Regions from separate parts of the Mus musculus genome. Here region 1 is linked to region 2. Evidence: chromatin contacts called from public HiChIP or PLAC-seq data. All regions are on one chromosome and are shown on one strand. The core of a region is the stretch at or near the end of the contact, and the rest is flanking DNA. Distances in the headings are between cores, read along the strand shown. Region 1 holds the start of Tead3 (TEA domain family member 3). Region 2 overlaps Ppard (peroxisome proliferator activator receptor delta).

Region 1 (7,124 bases), core at 1,336-3,835, 56 kb before region 2:
ACTATGAAGAACAGGCTGGTCTCGAACCCACAGAGATCCCACTCCCTCCCCAGTGCAGTGATTAAAGGCATGGCCACCATGCCCTGCTAAAATAGAGGATTGTCCTTTAAGAGCAGGGACTATTGGGCTTCGGGTGGAAGCATACATCCCCTTGTGTGTTTGTGTGTGCACCATCAAGGACAACCTACAGGAGTTAGCTCTCTCTTTCCCTCTGAGCACTGAGAGCCACTTTCAGGTCATCAAACTTGGCGGCAAGCACCAAGAGACCGGACGGAATATGGACCATGCATTTCTAAGTGTCTATTACAGTTTTTTGTTTTGTTTTGTTTTTAGGGTTTATTATTTTTATGTGTATGCCCGTATGAGATATGTGTACTCTGTGTGTGTGCAGGTGTCCACAGAGGCCAGAAGGTATCAGATCCCCCTGGGACTGGAGTTTCAGGCAGTTGTATGGGTGCTGGGGAGTATGTGCTCCTAACTGCTGAGCCATCTCTCCAGCCCCCTGCCTCGGCTCACAGACTGCCTGTGAAGACTTACTGAGGGAAGCGAATGTCCCTCTCAGAAGCCTGGGCCAAAGGTCTCACCAAGAGTACCACACAAAGGACTCTGGGTTAGAAGGACTGTCCCTCCTGTCTCCTGACCTTGGGACTGATCTCAAAGCCAGTTCCTGTAGAAGCTTGGTCTGCCATCAGACCAGAGCTGGGGTAGAGGGTTGGTTGGTTGGTTTGATTGATTGATTTAAGGTAGCCAGCTTCATCCTCAGAGAGTTTCAGGCCAGAACATTTGGGAGGGAGGTAGCAAAAGGATTAGGGGAGTTCAAGGCTAGCTTTGGCTACAAGAAGTCTAGTCTCAGAAGAGATAGAAAAGGGAGAAAGGGGAGGGGGGTGGCTGATTGATTGCTGCTGATAGCCCTGATCAGAACGGGAGAGGCCTGAGTCCAGCGCTAATGGCTAAGGGAGGGAACGCCTGGGGTTGGAGAAGGGTCTGAACTGCGGTCAAAGGTTAGCCTTATGGGCAGGCCAGAGGAATGAGGCCAAAAGACAACTGAAAACTCGGTGAGGGAGGGTTCTGGTTTGGGCAAGTTTGACAGGGTCCCTCCCTGTACTGCTAGATTACAGGTTTACTGTAGCCCCAGGTGGTGGATGATAAGGCAGGGCCCCTGCCCTGCGGACTCCGTGTGACAGACCCCGCAGGGCCCCTGCCCTGCGGACTCCGTGTGACAGACCCTGTAGCGGCTGGGTTGGGCTGATTGGATGACCCAGAACGGGGAAGGTGGCCTGAAGCTGCATGGGGGCTATGACTCCACATCAAGGAGCAAGACCTCGTTTTGTTGAGGGGTTGCCTGTCGAGATGGGGTCCAAGGTCACCCCACGGTCTGTCTTCACAGCTGACTATATAGTGCTGCAGTTCGGCCGCGTGGCTGAGGACGCCTTCACCCTAGACTACCGGTACCCGCTGTGTGCTCTGCAGGCCTTCGCCATCGCCCTCTCCAGCTTCGACGGGAAGCTGGCCTGCGAGTGACCCCCCACAGCTCCTCAGCGCTGGGAAAGCATTCGGTTGGGGGTGGCAAGGTCCCTCCCCCACAGCTCCCATGGAAGGGCTCACCCCTCTCCGTGACCTCCGGGCATTTCCCCCCTCCACTCCCCCAGCCTGGCACCGGCTGAGGCAGAGGGGATGGAGATGAACATCTGGTCGCCCAAAAGTACTTGCCTCGCCCCCTCCTCCCCAGTCACTTCCTGTCAGAGAGCCGGAGTCAGATGTTCGAGGCCCCTCCGACCCCGCGCTGGGGGGTTTGTAGGGGGTGGGGAGGGGACGATGGTGAAGCAGAGCCAGGGACCCACATCCCCAATAAAGTCACGTCCGAGGCTGAACGCATCGGTAGTTTCTGGATTCATGTGTGTAAACTCAGGTGCCTGCGTTGGCCCCGCGCTCCCGCGTCCCCTTCTGTTCTATGGAACCTCGTCAAGCGCACAGGGTCCGGGCCCCCGACTCTCCGCCAGTAGGGAGGAGAGGGAGGGCCCTAGAGGTAGAGGAAGAGGGAGAAAGGGAGAAATTCGAGAAACAAGCCACTCGGGGAGAACCAGACAAACCGGGTCCGGGCAGGGCGGAGCCAAGTCTGAGGCCCCGGAGTGGGGGGCGGGCTCTGGGCGGGAGGGGAGCTGCAGAGGCCTGGGCTGCCCGGGACCCGAGTAGAAGGGTGGGGAGCCCGAGACCCCGTGCGCGCTCGGGTCATTTGGATGCGGAGGACGCGGCTCCCCAGGACCCTAAACACCTCCAAGGAGTTCAGCCTAGGGGGCAGAGCTCTCCTCTTGGCTCCGCCCCAGACCTGATCCCTCTAGATTCAGCGGAGTACCCACAAGGGGGTTGTGTAGGGGAGGTGGGAACTCTGAGACGACGAGCGAGGAATGGGGTGCGCGGGAGTGTGAATCCACAGCTACGGGCGTTCTTGGGACTGGGTGGTTAGAGAGACAGCAGGCCCCGGCCCGCCTTAGATCACTCCCCCCAAATAGCACCGCCCACCCGTGGGCCCGCCCGCCGTTGGCCCCGCCTACCGGTCCCGCCCCTCCCGCCCGCAGCCCCCACCCCCCGCCCGGCTCCCTCAACACAAACTTTCCGTCCCGCTCGCTCCCTCCTCCGCGCCCAGCACCTCCCGCTCCGGCCGGGCTCATTCCGTACATTCCGGCCATCCCCCTGCCCACGACCCCCCTTCCCGGCCCCCCTCACTACTCCCTCGGGCCCGGCGGAGCGGCCCGGCGGAGCGCCCCCCGGAGCTCGGAGCAGGTAAGCCCGGGGAATGCAACTCGGAGGCCTCGCGCGCAGAGGTGACTGCTCTGCTCGGGTGGCTTCTGGATGGCGGGGACCCGGGACACTCTAGGGGTTCTGAGCTATTGTCCAGCCCGCGCCGGAGCCCAGGACCTGGGTGCCGGGAACTTTGGAGGGAAGGGGGGAGACGCTCTCCGGGAAGCCCCGCCCACCCACCCCACCCCCCCGCGACCCGGAGGCTGGGAAGCCCGGAGTGTCCCGGGTGCCCGGGCCTGGCCCCGCCGTGTGCCGGGGTGTGCGCCCAGAGCCGCGGGCTTGGAAGGCCTGCGCCGGGACTCGTATCCGGGGCGCCCTTTGGACTCCCGAGAGCCCGCGAGCCCCGGGCTCCACGCAGGCCTTAGCCAGGGCGCGCCGGTGTGCGCGCTGCTCGCGGCTGCGCTGGGACCCGGCCCGGGTGTCTGGAAGCCACAGTGTGAGCCCGGAGCGTGTGCGCACCCAAAGGCGTGGGGGGACGCCTGTCCCCTACAGTTCTGCCGCCCGCCTCGGGGCGAGTCCCAGCTCCTTGCTCCAGGAGCCTCGCTCGGGACGCGGCTGGATTTGGGGCCTTCCCCGCACTTCTCCGGAGAACTTGTTAAGGCAATTGTGGGCGACAGGGCTTCCCTTCCCACTCGGGTCCTCTCCATTGTCTGTCACGTCTTTATTCCTGCCTGGGAAGGGAGGCTGGAGCGCTGATGTGGGTCTGTTTTCTAGCCCCAGCAGGCCTTCGGGGCAGTGTCACTTTAGCCCCTACTCTACCCGCCCCCCCCCCCCCCCCCAACAGGGGCCCTGATTGAGGGCTTAGTTTTTTAAAGAGCAAGAGGGAACGAACGAAGCCTAGGGCCGGGCTTCTCAGGGCCTGTGTCCCTCTCTCTGTATCTCGAGCTCTCTCCAGGTAGGGGCAGAACCAAGTCAGGCCTGGACTTGTAGCCTAGCCCGGAGGATGGCGGTGGGGGCTGGACACAGCTTTGAGGGACTGGTGTCCATGGTGGCTCCGTGTATTTGAACTCTCGTAGCCTGGATCTGTACACACAGGGTTTTGCCTCAGTGCTGGGGTCTGGGACACCCCTACACTCACAACCAGCTGCGGGCTGCTGCCAGGAGGGAAAGCAGCTATTAGTTGAAGGTGTAAGGACTATGCCTCTGCCCTTCCTAGTCCCCAGACCTCCTTCTCCTGACACTTGTTAAAGCAGTTGAGGGCATCCGGTCTTCCCTTCCCACTCTGGTCTTCCCCGTTGTCTGACAAGCCTTTTCTTCCTTCATGGGAAGGGTGAGGGTCTGTCTACTTATCCCTTGGGCCAAGAGTGGACAGGAGACTGAATTACCCCCCTCCTCAGGGAGGGGCTGGAAGCCAGGCCTTCCCCACCTCCAGGGAGGGAACTGTAATTAATGCTAATTAGCACTTTGGGGAACAGAATGGCCAGTGGTTGGCAGGAAATCTTTTGAGTGCACACACACACACACACACACAGGTGTGTGTCTATCCAGAGTCTCTCATCCACCATCACTGAATTTTTAGACCCTAACTAGTTCTGCTGTCGGGAGAAAAGAAATACGCATAAAAAGATAGCTCCACCAAGGGCAGGAGCTGGGTCTCTGGTTTGCTGCCCACTGTATTGGTAGCTCTTCAGGTGCTTGGTCCCTCATCCCACAGGCCCATCATGGAAGCTGAGCCTAGAGGGGTCTAGAGGGATGGGTGGGTCGCCCGGGACAGTGCAGGGAGGGCTGGGAGCAGAGTGTGGGGAAGGGCATGTAGTCAAAGCACGGTGGCCTGAGACAGAACTGAAGGGCCAGGGGAGGCTGTGTGTGGAGTTGGGGATGCTTGCCCTTGTAAGTGGGGTTCAGAGGTCACTGGATGGCTACTTAGAGCCTTTCAGGGCCCCCACAGTTCCATGTAGGAGCTTTTGCTGGAACAGCAGCCACCAGTCCTGTCCTGGGTGGATCTGGAGAAGCTGAGGTTCGGAGGGTGGACTCCTGTTTGAGGAGCAGTAAAGGGAAGGCCTGACTGTCACAGTGTTCTGGGGTTCCCAGGAGGTTCCCCATGGGTCTCGGGAGCCTGAGCCTGTCACTGCTGGCCTGTGCTCACTGTTGCGGTGCTCTGCGTGCTCCAGACCCTCCGGAGGCTAGAGCGGGAGAATCCAGACCCAGGTCCCCAGAGCCTGAGCCCTTGGGGTTTCCTAGAGTGTTGATTGTTTCCTGGACTCCCTGCCAGGCCTGAAAAGACAGGAAGTGATAGACGGAAATGGGAACACAACTGCTGGTGTGACTGGATTTGAGGATAGTTGAGGACCATGGGGGTCATCTGTGTGGGCCACACTGTGCAGGGGGTGTCTGTGTGGGAAAGGACCCAGGTACAGTCTCTGGGGCCACAAGTGGGGAGAGTGGGCGATGTGCCTGAGAGCCACGTCCTTCATCACTGTGGTCGTTGGAGAAACTGAGACCTTGGGCTGGCTGGCTGTTAGGAGAGACTGCTCTGAGGTAAGATTGCTTGTTGTCAAGCTAGAAATGGGATGTCCAGGACCCATGTGGTGTAAAGAGAGCCTGTGAGAATCTGGTGTGTAAGTTGGGTGGGGGGTAGAGATGCGTGCGTGCGTGTGTGCGTGTGCGTGTGTGTATGTGTGTGTGTGTGTGTGTGTGTGTGCGCGCGCGCGAATGCACGAGAGAGAAAGAGAGAGAGAGAGAGAGAGAGAGAGAGAGGGAGAGAGAGAGAGAGAGAGAGATCACTGGGATGATATTCCGGTGTTGGGTACCACAGTAGGGTAGTTGTGGAGAAAATTTGTGTGTCTATTTGTGTGTCTTTGGGTACACTGGCTGTGTGAGGGACTGTGGTGCTGGGATTCTACCTGAGAGGCGTTCCGTGTGACCTGTCATGCCATGGCGTGGCCACTTCTGTTGTCGGTTGTGAAATGATGCGTGAGGTGGCTTTGGGTTTGTCTGTGTGACTGTTCATGACACTGCACGTGAATGCAACGACAGGATCCTCTGCCACCACGGATGCGTATGAGGGTGCAGAGGAGCCGGATGCAATGGACACAGCCTGTATCCTGTGAGACAGCCTGGGAGAGCCAGGCGGACTGAGTATGTGAGAAACTGGGGTGTGACTGAGACCAACTCTGTGGGTGGTCACTGCCTCAGCTTGTGTGGGTGACATCCTCAGGGCTCTGCCACACAGGGTGTGGGGGCCTGTGACACCAGAGCATGTGCCATCTACCTGGAAGACCTTGGAAAGGTACTGCCCAGCCGGGTGTGGTGGTGTGTACCTTCAGAAGCAGAGGCAGGCGCAGCTCTGCTCTTGAGAGGCCAGCCTGGTCTACAGAGCAAGTTCCAGGACAGCCAGGGCTACACAGAGAGAGTCTGTCTCAAATTTTTAAAAAGATGCTGTGTGTGTGTGTGTGTGGGGGGGGGGGACATGGTAGATGTTATGTTATGTATGAATTTTTTTTTTACCACAATATGAATTTTCTTTTTGCTCACATTTGCAATTCCTAACACACGAGAGGCGGGGCGTGTGGATGGTGAGTTCAAGACCAGCGAGAGCTACAAAGTGAGGCTTTATATCAAAACCCAGTAAGAAAAACAAGTAGTTAAAATGACAAATTTATGTTACAGTTCACATAACCCTAATTTGAGGTTTTCCTCCCAGTTGTGAACACTAGCACCTGGGTGCATCATAAGTTCCAGGGTAACCTAGGTTAGGATAGTGAAGAGCCTCTCTCAGAAAAGGGTGGCGGGGCAGTGAGATGGCTCAGCAGGACAAAGGGCTTGTTGCCAAGTCTAACAACCTGAGTTTAACCTCCAGGACCTATGTGGTGCAAGGAGAGGGCTTCTATCATTGACCTCTGACCTCCACACGTGCACAGTGGCCTGTCAGTGCGCACACATACATGGATAAATAAATAATAACTACCTATGAATACATATGAACGTGTACACACACACACACACACACATTTAAAACACAGGAGGCTGCACCTTACTCTGGCTGCTGCCTCCTGTGAGAGAGGAAGGGGAAGGTAAAATGGAAGGAAACCTGAGTGCTTATAAAGGATGCTGACTTCCTAGTGGCATCTTGTACTGCTGGCTGCCCAGTGGATAACCTGGCGCAGGTAGATAGACACACAGAGCCTTAGCCAAGCTTTGTGGGACCCCCATCCCCCAGCCTGTCCCTTCTGGATCTTTGAGGTTCCTTCCATTGGAGACCCTGGAGAGGGATTGGAAGGTGTTCTGTTCTGGGACCGGTCAGCGCTGATTGTAGGAGGCCTGGGGGCTCTGAGGGAGGGGGCTGTTCCTGGCTGGGACTCCTGGAAGTTGGAGAGAGGGATGGG
Region 2 (6,804 bases), core at 3,761-6,260:
AGAGCCCGCAGAATGGTGTCCTGGATGGCTTCTACCTGGGGCACATTCATGAGGCCTGGCCGGTCTGTGGGGACACGGGGTATGAGTAATCTCAGGCAGGGACCGTCTTGCTCTGTGGCTAACCCCACCCCTGGGGACTCCATTCATCCTGTTTCTGACCAGTTGTTTTTCCTGATCTATAGGGCTGCATGATTCCTAGCTAGGACACCTGGCACCCGGATTCTGAGCCTGTCTCTGTGGAAGGACATCCTGGTGGCTCTGGGCTTCAGTGTCCTTAACACAGTTGCTGTGAGGACCAAATGAGTTAAAAACCTCTGGCCTGAGGTGTGTTCTCTGCTCCTGTGGGGGAGCAGGCTTCCCTGTGTATTATACTGGACTAGAAAAATGTGAAAGTAACACAGAAATTTCTCCGCTACCCACAAATGGTGGATTTCTTTTCCCCACGCCCCAGTACTGGGGATTGGACTCAGCGCCTCCCGCTTGCTAGACAAGCATCCCGCCATCCAGCTATAATCCCAGCAAGGTACACCTCTGTCTGTCCAACCAGATGCAGCTGGTTCTGCACATGTGCTCTGTGCTACACTGTCTGAGGTCAGGTTTGGTCCCTGGCAGTGCGGCTCCGCCCCCTCACCTCCACACAGAATGATGGCCGCGATGAAGAGCGCCAGGTCACTGTCATCGAGCTCCAGCGCATTGAACTTGACAGCAAACTCGAACTTGGGCTCAATGATGTCACTGAAGGGCTTGCGGAGACTTCGCAAGAACTCGTGGGTGACGAAGCCACTGCCGTTGGCCACCAGCAGCCCGTCTTTGTTGACGATGGAGGCCAGCATGGCAAAGATGGCCTCGTGCACGCCATACTTGAGGAGGGTCACCTGGTCATTGAGGAAGAGGCTGCTGAAGTTGGGGATGTTCTTGGCGAACTCGGTGAGCTCTCGGACTGTCTCCACTGTGGTGGACTGGCAGCGGTAGAACACGTGCACACTGATCTCGTTGTAGGGCGGCAGCCCGTTCACCAGCTGTTTCCACACCAGGCCCTTCTCTGCCTGCCACAGTGTCTCGATGTCGTGGATGACAAAGGGCTGAAAACCAGGCCCATCAGAGGCCAGGCCTGGGGAAGGACGGGGACCCCACCCTCGTGTCCCCTGAACCCCACCTCATGGCTGGGCTGGCCAGTGACACTCACTGCGTTGTGGCTGGACTTGCCGGTGAGGATGCTCCGGGCCTTCTTTTTGGTCATGTTGAAGTTTTTCAGGTAGGCGTTGTAGATGTGCTTAGAGAAGGCCTTCAGGTCGGCCAGCTGGGGGTTGTGCTGGCACCCCTCGCTGGCAGTCAGCCCCGCCACCAGCTTCCTCTTCTCGGCCTCCGGCATCCGTCCAAAGCGGATAGCTGCATAGGGGGTGGGAGCCAGTCATGGGGGGCCGGGCCAGCACCCCTCCTCTCCCCTGCTCCTCTCAGGTGTGGAGGTGAGGGGGATCATCCTTTAGGAGCCAGGGGCCCCCAGAGGCCCCACAGTCAGCGGGGAAGCAGCTCCATGATGAGAGCCTTTGCTGACTCCGCCGGGGGCTGGCCAGGCATGGCAACTAGAAAGATCCTGTGGTGACCAGGGCCCATGCCTGAGCTCCGGCTCTTTACCTTTCCATTTTATGGCTTTTTTTTTTTTTTTTTTTCCTGAGACAGGGTCTATCTGTGTAGCCCTGGCTATCCTGGAACTCACTCTGTAGACCAGGCTGGCCTCGAACTCAGAAATCTGCCTGCCTCTGCCTCTCGAGTGCTGGGATTAAAGGCATGCACCACCACGCCCGGCTATATGGCTTTCTTCCTTCCCTGTCTTTGTAGGTCAGGGAAAATGGAAATCCTTTGCACTTACTAGGACAACCAGGGGCATTCACTCTGGGCAGAGGTGCGGGCTGGAGTGGTACCTTGAGGACCTGAGGCCACTGAACTCATATGAAACAGCTGGGGGTGAAGAGGCAAACAGAGGTGACTCCTAGGAGCTCCCAGCCAAGGAGAGAATGGCAGGAGGCTCCCAGTTCTCTGGAAGCCTGAGGCAAGGATGGCTCCTGCGAGTCTCTGGCCACCAAGAAATTCCTAACTGGGTCCTGGCTGCTGCCTACCCTCAACAGTTCAGGACCGGGGAACCCTGGCCTCAGCTTTGCCTGCTGTCAGGCACAAGTGTGGGGAGCAGTGTTGGCAACCCCATCCCTGCTGGGCTTGTCACTTGAAGCAGAACAGGGTGAGCCACAGGCACAGAGAGCTAGCTGGTGCCGGCCCAGGCCTCTGAGGTCCTGGCATTTGTATCAGCCATCAACAGCAAGTGCACACACCCATCCGTGCCAGGGGCAGGTGCTGGGCGCCCTCTGACAGAATGGGACCCTGGGTTAGCTGTGCTGCGCAGGCGCCCTTTGGGGTCCTGAGACAGACTGCGCAGGCGCCCTCACCGTTGTGCGACATGCCGAGTGCCAGGCACTTCTGGAAGCGGCAGTACTGACACTTGTTGCGGTTCTTCTTCTGGATCTTGCAGATCCGATCGCACTTCTCATACTCGAGCTTCATGCGGATTGTCCGGCGGAAGAAGCCCTGCGAGACCAAGGACGTTAGCCTGCGCTGCCCCAGAGCCCAGTGGCACGTAAGGTCACAAAAAGGCTGAAATTGGCAGTGATGGGGAATATTTTTAAAAAAATGATTTATTTTCATTGTTGCTTTGCTTGCATTTATGTATGTGTGAGGGGTATCAAAAGGTTTTGAGCAGCCATGTAGGCACTGGGAATTGATCCTGGGTCCTCTGGAAGAGTAGCTAGTGCTCTTAACCAATGAGATTGCTCTCCACACCCCAGGGGAATTTTGTTTGTTTGTTTGGGATAGGAAAGAAGAAAAATATCCTTAATTTAAAAAATTAATTTATTTTATTTATGTGAGCACACCATCATTGTCTTCAGACACACACCAGAAGAGGGCACTGGATCCCGGCACAGATGGTTGTGAGCCACCATGTGGTTGCTGGGAATTGAACTCAGAACCTCTGGAAAGCACTCAGTGTTCTTAACCACTAAGCCATTCCTCCAGCACCCAAAAAAATTTAAGGGCTAGGTATACTGGTCCATGGCCTTAATCCCAGCTCTTGGGAGACAGAGGATCTTTGTGAGTTTAAGGCCACCTAGTTTACATAGTGAGTCCCAGGATGGCCAGGGCTAAACAGTAAAACCCCGTCTCAACAAAACAAACAAAATTAGTAATAATTTATAATTATAACCCTTCTGTTTTCATAAGAACTTGGTTTATTTAACATTTATTTATTTATTTATTTATTTGGGGGGTGTGGGGGGCTATGCATGTGAAGGCCAGCAGACAAGAATTGGTTCCCTCTTTCCAGTTGGTTCTTGGAAACGGAACTCGGGTCACCAGGCTTAAGGCAGCAGCTCTATCCGCTGAGCCATCTTTCCAGCCCAACTTTGAGCTGATCTTCTTGCCTTTAGCTCCAAATCCCTAAGATTACCGTGTATAGCACCACACCCAGTTTTTGTGGTGATGTCGCTCAAACCAAGGGCTTCTCCCAGGCAGGCAAGCACATTTCCAACCCCATATGGCAATTTGAAAGATATACTTTAATGCATGTGTGCCTGCGTGTGGGCGCATGTGTACCTGTGTGTGGGCACGTGCACGCATGTTGAGTGTGGGTGACTTCAGGCCAGAAGAGGACTGGAGCTGGGGTAATAGGAGATTGAACCACCAGACATGGTTGCTGGAAATCAAACTCGGATCCTCAGAAGAGCAGCAAGCGCTCTTCAGCACTGAGCCGCCTCTCGCCATCCTTTCAGATGGCGCTTTGTGAAATTCTGATGGTGTGTCGTTAGAACAACTTAGAAGCATCACTCTCTTGCCAAAGATCCTCTTAAGACCCAAGGCCCTGGAAACTGACTTCAATGGACACTCAGCCCAAGCTTGCTCTTTCCCTGCCTGCCTGCTGGAGCCCAGGCCCCAGAGCTGGCCATCCACAGCGTCTGAGTGGATAGCTGGGTCAGTAGGCAGGTGTCCATTTGGACACCTGTCTTTTCTTCCCTTGGATGACCCAGAGCTCAGGCCTCTAAGGAACCAAAGAGCTTTGCTGGAGCTATTTTCGGGGTCCTACCTGAAGCAGGCAAATCCCCACGCCCCTCAGTCCATCTGTACCTTGCACCCCTCGCACGCGTGGACCCCGTAGTGGAAGCCCGAGGCCTTGTCCCCGCACACCCGACATTCCATGTTGAGGCTGCCGCCTGAGGCCCCATCACAGCCCATCTGCAGCTGGTCCAGCAGGGAGGAAGGGGAGGAATTCTGGGAGAGGTCTGTGAAGACAGGACGGAGGGGCAGTTAAACAATCAGCTACCAGGCCTACAAGCCAGGTGGGGGAAGGAAGAGCTGCAGCCTAGAGCTCAGCTGAAGAGCTCAGCAGCCATGGGCTGTGTGACTGGGGAAAAGCTTCAAGGGCCCAGCCTCCTCTCCAGTTCAGGGTCGGGGGAAGCCCCGCTAGGCAGGCAGCTGAGCAGCTGCCGCTCACAGCCTCCCTGACTGGGAGAGGAGGGGGCCTGGTGGGCTTTGGGTAAATAGCATCTTCAGTGGGTCCCGGATGATGGTGGGGTGGAGTGTGTCTGTTGGGAACTGTGGGGGTGCGGAGCTCCGCCCAGCTGGCTCCCATCCCAGGAGTTCAAGTCTCTGTGGACCCCAGGGTTGCTGTCAGGACTCTCCCAGAAGTCCTGCTGGAGTGAGCTCAGGTGCAGCACCAGCTTGCCCTGTTCTACTGCGTACACAGAGGTTTGGGCTGAGGTTTCAAGGCTGGCAAGGACAGTGGGAGGCTGTAACTGCACGGTCACAGGGATGGACCTGCTGTCACACAACTGTCTAGACGCCAGCGAGCCTCTTCTGAGTCTACTTTGAGATTTAAGGAGGAGACAAGCGATGAGACTGGCTTCACAGTACTACCCATCCACTTCCGTTTGCTGGCCTTACTTACAGTCTGGGCTGGCTCCTGGGGCTGCAGACTCACTTCCTCAGAGACAGGCACCAACTCCCCAGACCAGTGAGAGACACTCAAGCAGGAGAGAGACCACAGCCACGTGATCAGCGCAGACCAGCACTCCCAGCCTGTACACTGGCCACAGCAGGGGAACTCAGGCAGCAAGGGACCATGGGGGCTATAGCCATCCCAGACGCTAAAGTTTGCGTGTGTTACATAAGGTCATAAGTGGCCTGGAACCCTAGTTCAGGACGACTGTCATTCCAAAGGTATAAATGCCCTCCGGCCCCAGCTGAGGAGAGCTGATCCCCTCATTTTCTCTGGCAGGCCCTCCTGGAGGGTAAAGCAGCTTTGGACTTCCTGGTAGTTTCACCAAGGGATGGGGATGGGGTCTGTGCGTTCTCATGTGGGCACACTGACGCCCAAGGCTGAGAAGTTGTGGATACCAAGCTCATGGCAAGCTCCCCAGCTCTCTGGGTCTGTGCTCTCCACGGCAAGCCCCTCCTGTGCAGGCAGGGCCAGGAGAAACCCGGTACAGCCTCTTGTCTCCCCACATCCATGGCTGTCCTGGAGTGCTCTCTGGCTCGGGGATGGGGTGGGGTGTCTGTACACCTCCAGAACCCTGTGATTAGCCAAGATAACCAGGTCCTACTGGCTACCCGAGGTAGGCCAGGGGAATTACTACCACAGAGAAACAGGCCCAGCTCACCAGTGAGTGGTGGAATGCCTCAGCTTGAGTGAGGGCTCCAAGCCATGTGTAACTTGACACACAAGGCCAGAGAAGCAGGACCTGTGGGGACGGGTATGGCGTCATCTGAGTATGTGTGCTGAGTGGATAGAAATAGTGTCTGGGTGGCTTTTCCAAAAACAATGTTTCTGCTTCTTCCTGGCTGGCCACTGGCTTGAGGATTTGTCCTCATACCACCACAATATCACACCCAGGAGAATGACCCCACTGCAGGCACAGCTCCTGGAGGTGATGGTCCTGTGCCTTCTCTGTTACACCCTGATCAGAGTGTGGCAGATCGGTGACTGCACAAGTGGACGTTGGGATTCTATAAGACCCTTCTTCACACAGAACACTGCCCCAAGCTCTTCAGGGCGAGGGTGCAAAAGGTTGGGTCTGCTCTGTGGGCACTATTTTCCCTTCCTGAATTCTCTCTTTCCTCTTTTTTTTTTTTTTTTTGAGACAATAGCTCTTGTGACCCAGGCTAGTTTTGAATTTACTATGTGACTGAGGTCAGCCTTGAACATGCATGCATGTGTGTGTGTGTGTGTGTGTGTGTCTGTGTGTGTGTGTATCACTCCTCACTGTTGTCTTTTTTTCTTTTATTTTCTTTTTGAGACACAGTTTCTCTGTATAGACCTGGTTGTCCTGGAACTAGATTTATAGACCACACTGGCCTCAAACTCAGAGATCCTCCTGCCTCTGCCTCTTGAGTGCTGGGATTAAAGGTGATGGACACCACGCATGACTTCCACTGTATTTTTTGAGTCATGGTTTCCCACCAAACCAGGAGCTCTCTGCCTGGCCTGGCTGACTGAGCAGTGAGCCTAGGGGTCTCCTGTCTCCTAACCCCAGCACTGGGGTCACAGGTCATACGAACACTCTGGATTTAGTTCTAATTCCAAAGTTTTTACTTTCTTTCTTTCTTTCTTTTTTTCTTTATATACATGTGTCTGGGTTCTCTCTCTCTCTCTCTCTCTCTCTCTCTCTCTCTCTCTCTCTCTCTCTCCCTCCCTCCCTCCCTCCCTCCCTCCCTGAACATTTGTGCATGCAGTGCCCATGGAGGCCAGAAGAGGGTACCAGA

Evidence for each region. HiChIP or PLAC-seq counts read pairs in DNA pulled down with a chosen protein or histone mark.
Region 1: a contact with region 2 is called in an H3K27ac HiChIP or PLAC-seq map of microglia, with 3 times the contacts expected there. The contact joins the promoter of Tead3 here to the enhancer-like site in region 2. A contact is called at or near these places in 4 of 115 datasets of contacts at active chromatin or transcription factors (embryonic stem cells, microglia and pancreatic cancer cells) and 3 of 9 other capture datasets (adipose tissue, liver and pancreatic islet).

Annotation. Positions count from the first base shown.
Region 1 is chr17:28,346,266-28,353,389 of GRCm38.p6, reverse strand. It overlaps Tead3 (TEA domain family member 3), which reads left to right and starts at 2,585. Exons shown (of 13, transcript NM_011566.4): 1 at 2,585-2,781. Tulp1 (tubby like protein 1) reads left to right here. Exons shown (of 15, transcript NM_021478.2): 15 at 1,388-1,875. The coding sequence ends at 1,521.
Region 2 is chr17:28,292,862-28,299,665 of GRCm38.p6, reverse strand. It overlaps Ppard (peroxisome proliferator activator receptor delta), which reads right to left. Exons shown (of 8, transcript NM_011145.3): 4 at 4,171-4,325; 5 at 2,442-2,580; 6 at 1,187-1,389; 7 at 632-1,082; 8 at 1-64. Among named protein-coding and RNA genes, the nearest start is that of Fance, 17 kb to the left of the region's middle. Within about 2 kb of position 5,010, at least 86 of the 459 cell types and tissues checked have an H3K27ac peak or open chromatin away from gene starts, as enhancers often do. A contact at or near this core is called in microglia, where this site is marked.